Linked DNA regions of Mus musculus: region 2 is linked to region 1. The links are chromatin contacts, called in public Hi-C maps. All regions are on one chromosome and are shown on one strand. The core of a region is the stretch at or near the end of the contact, and the rest is flanking DNA. Distances in the headings are between cores, read along the strand shown. Region 1 has its middle 210 kb from the start of Pter. Region 2 overlaps Rsu1 (Ras suppressor protein 1).

The links. A called contact is a pair of places that touch in the nucleus more often than the background predicts.
Region 2: a contact with region 1 is called in a Hi-C map of cerebral cortex, with 3 times the contacts expected there. The contact joins two enhancer-like sites.

Annotation. Positions count from the first base shown.
Region 1 is chr2:12,707,650-12,711,307 of GRCm38.p6, reverse strand. No RefSeq gene overlaps it. Among named protein-coding and RNA genes, the nearest start is that of Pter, 210 kb to the left of the region's middle. Within about 2 kb of position 1,982, at least 50 of the 459 cell types and tissues checked have an H3K27ac peak or open chromatin away from gene starts, as enhancers often do. A contact at or near this core is called in cerebral cortex, where this site is marked.
Region 2 is chr2:13,102,500-13,106,287 of GRCm38.p6, reverse strand. All of the region lies in intron 8 of Rsu1 (Ras suppressor protein 1), which reads left to right. Among named protein-coding and RNA genes, the nearest start is that of C1ql3, 94 kb to the right of the region's middle. Within about 2 kb of position 2,402, at least 4 of the 459 cell types and tissues checked have an H3K27ac peak or open chromatin away from gene starts, as enhancers often do. A contact at or near this core is called in cerebral cortex, where this site is marked.

The DNA of each region.
Region 1 (3,658 bases), core at 733-3,232:
AGGATAATTGTAACCAAAAGGAGAAAACTCACATACTGAGTGTCATGAGCTAGTTTTCCCCTGAATTATAAACATATGTTATACATATCTCTTGAGAGAGAGAGAGAGAGAGAGAGAGAGAGAGGGAGAGAGAGAGAGAGAGAGAACATTAGCTGTTACCTAGGGAGTTCTTGGGTAGCCAGAGTAAGGCAGGGTAAAATGAGAGAAAGGATGCAGAAGAGCAGGACAGTGGTGTGTGCAATGAGACTGTGCACATAAATAGCTTCAAACAGTCTCAGGGAGGAAGCCTTGGGAAACCACTTCTGTCTTCTTTTGTAAGTGGGATACTTGTTAAGAAGGGGAATAAGTGTTGCTGAATTTACCTAAAAAGTATACATGCATGTTAACTCTAAATGGAGATACCAAACATAGAAAAAACAGGCTTTCTTAATAAGGGCTGGGAGTGCCTTTTGCACCCACTGGCTAGAAGTGGACATCCACAATGCACAGCAACAGGATAACAATCGCAACCCAGAACTTCTCCAAGCTCCATAGGCAGGAAAGGTGAGCCAAGGTGCCGTAGCACATCTATTATTAATGACATCTCTGTGCACAAGCTAGAGTTTTCATGAAAGTCTCACAGGCACAAGGAAAATGTTTGCAAACATCAGAGTTGAGCAAGGAAATATCATTATCTATGATCTAAATACCAAAGTCTGTGCGTTTTTTAATTTTGGCAATGTGGACGATTCCCTTCCTCCCTACCCCCCGTAAGGAGCCTAAGACTCACAAACATGGGCTGTTAGTAGAGAGATGAGAGTATTTTCAGACAGTGGAGGGATAAAATAGGAAGACCTGTAATTATCTGCAAATTCCTTTGGAATCCAGCAGCTGTATTTGAGATGCACACTTAACCAAACAACAGTAGTGTGGTACGTACATACAAAAATTAAGTGTTTATTTTTTTGTTGAGACTCTCTTTGTGCATAACATTTTCACTGATTTTTTTTTTTTTGGAGTGCGTGAGAAGAATCAAATTATGCTTATTAAAAATATGTGTTTCTGGAGGGATATGCATTCCTATAACCTTCATTATGATGCTCTTAATTAACCAATATGCTTCATAATAAAGTATCTGGCTGTCACTAAAATCAACACTTTTCAGTTATTAATAGATTAAGGAAAGAATGTTAATTTCTTCAAGCTCCATTTCATTTGGTCTCATTACTTCAGGAGCCAGATGGTTACAGGGCTGGACCTGTCAACAGCTACTGTGAGGGAGAATACATTGAGAAACACCAAACCCAAGTACAAACAACAGCAGAAAAATGAAGAAGGCGGTAGCCGCACACCATGTGCAGGGCAGGGCAGAAAGTTATTCTGACAATAAATAAAATTATGAATCAGATCATTCTAATTGAGGATTTGAACAAATGCCCGCTTGTTCTTCCTCTTCCCCGTTATACCCCTCCCCAAATAACCACCAAGCGGGGCTCCAGCTGTGTGCTGAGACACTCGCCATTGTTCAAGCGCCCGCGATTTCTCTTATCTCTAGGGCTGCCAGTATTTGACAGTTCTCCTACACTCTTGGTTGATGGATGATGTCAATGCAGAGGAGACAGTACCACCAGCAGCCAATTTTTTCAAGATGTTTTCTTCTTTGATTTAAAAAAAAAATCACTTCTGAGTGCTTCAGAAAGCAGTCTGTCTCTCCAACCTGGCTTTTCACGACTTCATCCCACCCCGTTTGCAGGCCACACGTGGGTGAGGTAGTTGTTCCTCGTATCCTGAACATTGGTGAAACCTATCCCCAGGTTTCCCAGCAACCTCCATGAGCACAGCATTCAGTAATTCAGGCATCCCACAGACACGTACAAAGCAAAAACCAGATGCTGGCAACTTAGACCACGGTTTTGGTGAATTTCTATGCTCTGACTATGCCAGTTTCTCTTATCTGCCAAAGAAAGACACTGTGTTCTCCGTGTGAAGTATTTGTTCAAGTGTGAAGTGTTATGCAACTTGTAATCCTATGCCACAATAGCAGCTCATGGGCACGATTCTGTGTCTACTCATTCTTAACCGCAGATGTGTAAAAACCTGCCCCCTAGTGGACATGAAGCAATTTGCAAGCTGCTTCTCTCCTACCCCAAACCCCATCTCCACCCTTTTAAAGGGTGGGGTTCTTCTAATTGTACAGAGTTGCTGGACATTAGCACCTATAAGTCTAGCAGATGAAAATTAAGGCATTCAGGACCCGAAGAAATCTTAGAGTTTTTCTGTTCAAACCTTGCATTTTACTAATTAGAAAAAAATCAAGAAATCACAAGAACTTCTACGGTACCAGGTCCTAGATAACACCTAACCTGTTTCAGATCTGCAAACGGAAGGGTCAATAGAATCCAAGCTGCCCTTGGACGATGGATCATAATAAGTTAAGTGCGTCATCATCTCTTTATAAATCAAGAAGTTCATTAACCTCCAGGCATGTCCTTCCCGTGTGTTGTAGAAAGACTACTATGTTCCAGGCATCAGAACAGACACTGGAGACAGCTGCAGAGCGAATGTGTATCCAGACAGCAACTTCTCTCAGCAATAGTTTTAGCTTTTCCAGGAAACGAATTTTACTTAAATAGCCAAACCAAACAGGAAGCATGCTTAAAATTTACTTAGCACTGACTGTGACTAAAAGAACATTACTTTTGCAATATGTCCTCTACATACAGGGATAAAAATCCTTATACACTATTCTTTAACCGGATTGGTGATGTGCACTTTAACAGGGAACGAATCCAGTTAAAGTCTAAGGAAATTTCTGCCAGCTCTGATGAGAACTATCACTTGTATTTCTTAATGCTTCTCTTTGAAATGTTCAAGCATTGCCAGTCTGTTCTGTTTTGCTAGTCCAGGTTAGCTGGGACTGGGAACCTCTAGAGACCTTTTAAGCTAAGGTCCTGATGCCATAAGTGACTAACTCTGTATTTTAGGTTTTTATCCTTGTCTTCAGAATCACTGGCACCTATTTTCCAATGAAATGTGAAAGAGTTAGCTGCAATTAATGGCAGTAGCTGTCTATTTCCAACCACTCAAGAAGCTGAGGCTTGTAAACCTGGAGTTTTACATAAGTCTGGGCAACATAAAAGAGATATGGTCTCAAACAATTAATTAGTGGCTAAGTACACTGACTCTGGAGAACAGAGCACATTCCTACTGGTGTAGATATTGAAGATATTAAGAACATTCCATGCTTAAACTGTTAGTGGTGATTTTTTTTTTTTAAGAGCAACTTTCAAAAACAGGGGAATGGTTCATGAGAAATACATTGCTCTGCTCAAAATTCAAAGTGATAATAGATCCACTGAGTACTTGGAAAAGCAGTGTGCATCCTTCCCTCTAGAGTTACCTCCTTAACTGAATAGGAGAATGTTAATTTTAAATGTGTCACTGAGTTCCAAACACTAATATTAACCAAAAAGTCCACTATTGTGGCCAGAGCAAGTCATTTTGCTATTCGTTAATGTGGGTGGCTGTATTTACACAGGGTCCCTAAGTACTCCTCACTGGCGTGGATAAAAAATGCCACTGACAATCACATCTGCCTGGGTAAGCAAAGATGTCACATGGGCCAGGCCCAGGAAGTATTTATGTGTCACAGGGACTGAGCAGTCTCCTGGGAAAGGCT
Region 2 (3,788 bases), core at 1,153-3,652, 390 kb before region 1:
GACAATATGCTGAACCATGGTTGTTGAGTGGGGGCTTCTGAACACCATTCTTCCTGTTTCTTTACTCTTCCTAGTCTACTCTCCTCTACTTTTTTCTTTGTCTTCCTATTCTTTCTTAGTGTTTGTTTATTTATTTATTTATTTATTTATTCATTCATTCATTCATTCATTCATTTTTATAATATGTGATACTAATGGTAGAAAATTGTTTATGGTCTGTGGCTGACCTGTGTCTCATTTCAAGGACTTTTACTGGTTACATATGCTGTTCCCTTTGTTTTGAAAGTGTGTGTGCATGTGTGTGTGTGTGTGTGTGTGTGTGTGTGTGTGTGTGTCTATGTGTGTGAGTGTTGCATGTGTGTGTACTTCTCTGTGTGTGTGCATATGAGTGTGTACGTGTGTGCATGTTTGTGTGCATGTGAGTGTGCTTGTGTGTGTGTGTGTGTATGTGCATGTGTGTATGTTCCATGCATGTTTGCACTTATGTGGAAGTGAGTGTAGAAGCTAAGGGTTGAAGCTAGGTGTCCCTTCAGTCACTTTTTCATACTATTTTCTAAGGCAAGGCTTATCATTAAAGCTGAATCTTGCCATTCAGCCAGACTGACTGGCCAGTGAGTCCACACAATATGCCTGTCTCCATCCCCCTAGTGCTAGGGTTACATGCCTGGATTTTTATATGTATGCTAGGGTTCTGAACCTGTGCGTCACAATAAGCCCTTTAAGCATTGAGCCATCTTCTCTAGCACTGTTTATGTTGGCTTCTAAATGATTGACATCAGTTATTACAATGGCTATAGTAGATTTTTAATGTATTACTGTAGCCCAGTAATTTGTCTGTATGTTTGCTATTTTGGAAAATCTATTTCTAGTTCAGTCTAGGCTGTAACCAAAAGCCACCGGGGAGCTAATTTTTTTGCACAAATAGTTAATGCCATCCTGACATCCGCAGTAACCGCTCTCTAGCATGGCCTCCCCCATTTCTCTCTGCAGCTAGGTCATGATCACAGAAACATATTCACAAAGTGAACAGTCTGGGGTATCAAAATGTGCTCTTTTTATTTCACACAGAGTCAAGACTGAATTTCCACATGGTTTGATTTACCATTGCAAATTCTGCTTCTGGTCTCTGGGATAATTTGTTGAAATTTATCGCTCATGTTTTAGGTGTAGGAAATAAGAGAACCTGTTGCTTAGGTTGTTACTTAATGGTAAAGCACTTGCCTGGAATATGTGAGGTCCTGGATTCCATCTTTAGCACTTTGTTGGGTCGGGGAAAAAAGAGGAGAGAGGGAGAAGGACACACACACACACACACACACACACACACACACACACACGGGGTGGGGGTGGGGAGAATAGTGTCCCTTCATTATTTGTTTATTCTGTTTATGGTACACATTGTTTTCCCTTGGAAACAGCAGAGAATATAAAACAGCACTTGTTATCATAAAGTGTGAATTCCATTGGGAATTAAGAGTTAATGAATGCATGCCCAGTATGTTAAATGGTGATGAAGGAAGGAAGGAAAAGAGAATTGCTAACTAATACACAGTGATGGAAGACCTCAAATACTGAAGGATATACAGAAACTTAGCAGAAGGATACTTCCTGGCAAAGGATTCAACAAGTGCTCCTACCCAAGGAAAAGCAGACAGGCACCTACTGAGGGAGCCCTGGGACGAGGCAGGAAGGAACTCAAATACGTGGTGTGCAACAGAGCATCAGAGCATGGAGGTCTCTTGTGCCACTGCAAAGATTTTGGCCACCTTCCTGGAAGAGACAGGAAGCAATTCCCATAGTTTGAGGAGTGGCTACCTTCCATACTTGAGAGAGAGAGAGAGAGAGAGAGAGAGGGAGAGGGAGAGGGAGAGAGAGGGAGAGGGAGAGGGAGAGGGAGAGGGAGAGAGAGGGAGAGGGAGAGGGAGAGGGAGAGGGAGAGGGAGAGAGAGGGAGAGGGAGAGGGAGAGGGAGAGGGAGAGAGGGAGAGGGAGAGAGAGAGAGAGAGAGAGAATCAGAGACAGAGACAGAGAGAGAGAGAGAGAGAGACCTCTGCTACAAGCTGGTTGAAAGGAAGGAGAGAAAACAAACGGGAAGGAATTGCAATCATCTAGGCAGAAGTGGCAGCTGCACTGAAGGAATGAGAAAAGTGCTAGGCGTGTGTCTTAAAGGGGAAGCTGCCAGTGGGTTCCGTGTGGGAAGGGACAGGAGGACAGGCGCCAGGGGTGACTTTGCACACTACATGAGCGATTTCCAGACTGAAGTAGGCCTTGCTAAATTGGGGGCTTCTGGGAGGGAAACAGATTTGAAGGAGGGGGCAGCAAGGAATGGCTAAGGGTAAGCTGCCTCCAGACATCCAAGTGGAGATACTCAGTAGGCGGGTGGCTGCAGGAGTCTGGAGGCGGCCTTGAGATCTTGGCTGGAGACTGAGATGTGTTGGTTGCTAGTCATGAATCTGGAGGAGAACATGTAAGGAGTGAGTGTAAAGACAAGACATCCACACACTGAGCCCCCAGGCACCCCGGAGAGGAGGGAGACTGGCACAAGAAACATGACAAGCTTCTAGTGATGGAGCAAGACCAACAGAAGGTAGTGTTCAGGGAGCCAGGCAACCTCAGAATCTCCAGGATGGCGACATTGTCTGCTCTTCCTGGTCATACTGAGATAGGACTGAGAGGTGGCCGGGAATCAGAGATGTAGATGTCTTACTGAGGCTGGGACCTGGCTTTGGTGATGTCATGGTACTGCTGGCTCAGTTGTGATAGGTTTAGAGTTGCTCCAGGCCGAGACCAGTGGCAGTTGCTGGAAATGGGGGTGCTGAGCGTTTCACATGGTGGCAAAATAGTGAGTCTGTGTGACTGTAAATGTCCAGCTGAGGGGAAGTCAAATGGATACTGTGAGACACAGGGCACACACCATCATGCCTGGCTGTGAGACTAGGGTCCTGGATATAGTGAAGGGGCTTCCCTTGGCTTCTAAAACTCCTACAAAGTGAAGGAAAAGAGGACAACAAACAGCACTGGGACTCACATGCGGGACTGGAGACTGCTGTGTGGACCAGGTGAAAGCTTCCTTCAGCATTCAGGTTTTTTTTGGAGGGGGAGGGGTGTTTTTTTTTTCTTATTGTCTTTTTTTTCCCCTCCTGCTAAGAATAGAGCCCAGAGTCTTTGCCAGCTCTGAGATACAACTACAGCCACGGTATTCAGTAAAATAGAATTCACGGGGAGAAACAAACAGGAGAACGGAGCATGAAGTACAGTATTAGAAATGTCTATAAAAATATCTGGATAACAGAGGAAGAGAGAAGAGAGAAGACAGACAGACAGCAGACTGACTGATGGATGAGCTGAAGAAGCAAATTCAGCAGGCAAAGCATTCAAGGGCTCTAGATGATAATTGGAGCAGATCTCTCTTCTTATTACTGCATCAAGAAAAGTTAGAATATTCCCCAAATCACTTGCTTTTCAGTGTTAATACAGCACAGTGCATCCCCTCCCCTGTCACTGGTCGTGACTGTAGCTTTCAGTTGAAGGTTGTTATAGACAGAGCTACTGTAAATACTCTTTTTATGGATGTACATTTTCTGAACTAGTTACTCTGTAGAAGTAACCAGGCAAAAGCTTTACTTCATTAGCGGGAAAGGACCAAACAGAAAGGAAAATCAAAATAACAATTCATAACCTTGACTTAGTCCTGGCAGATGACAGAGCACAGCCAATGCTTGATAACACCTGTGGACTCAATGCCTCCAAATATTACGTGAAAGACATAAGATGTCTCTGAGCCTCATT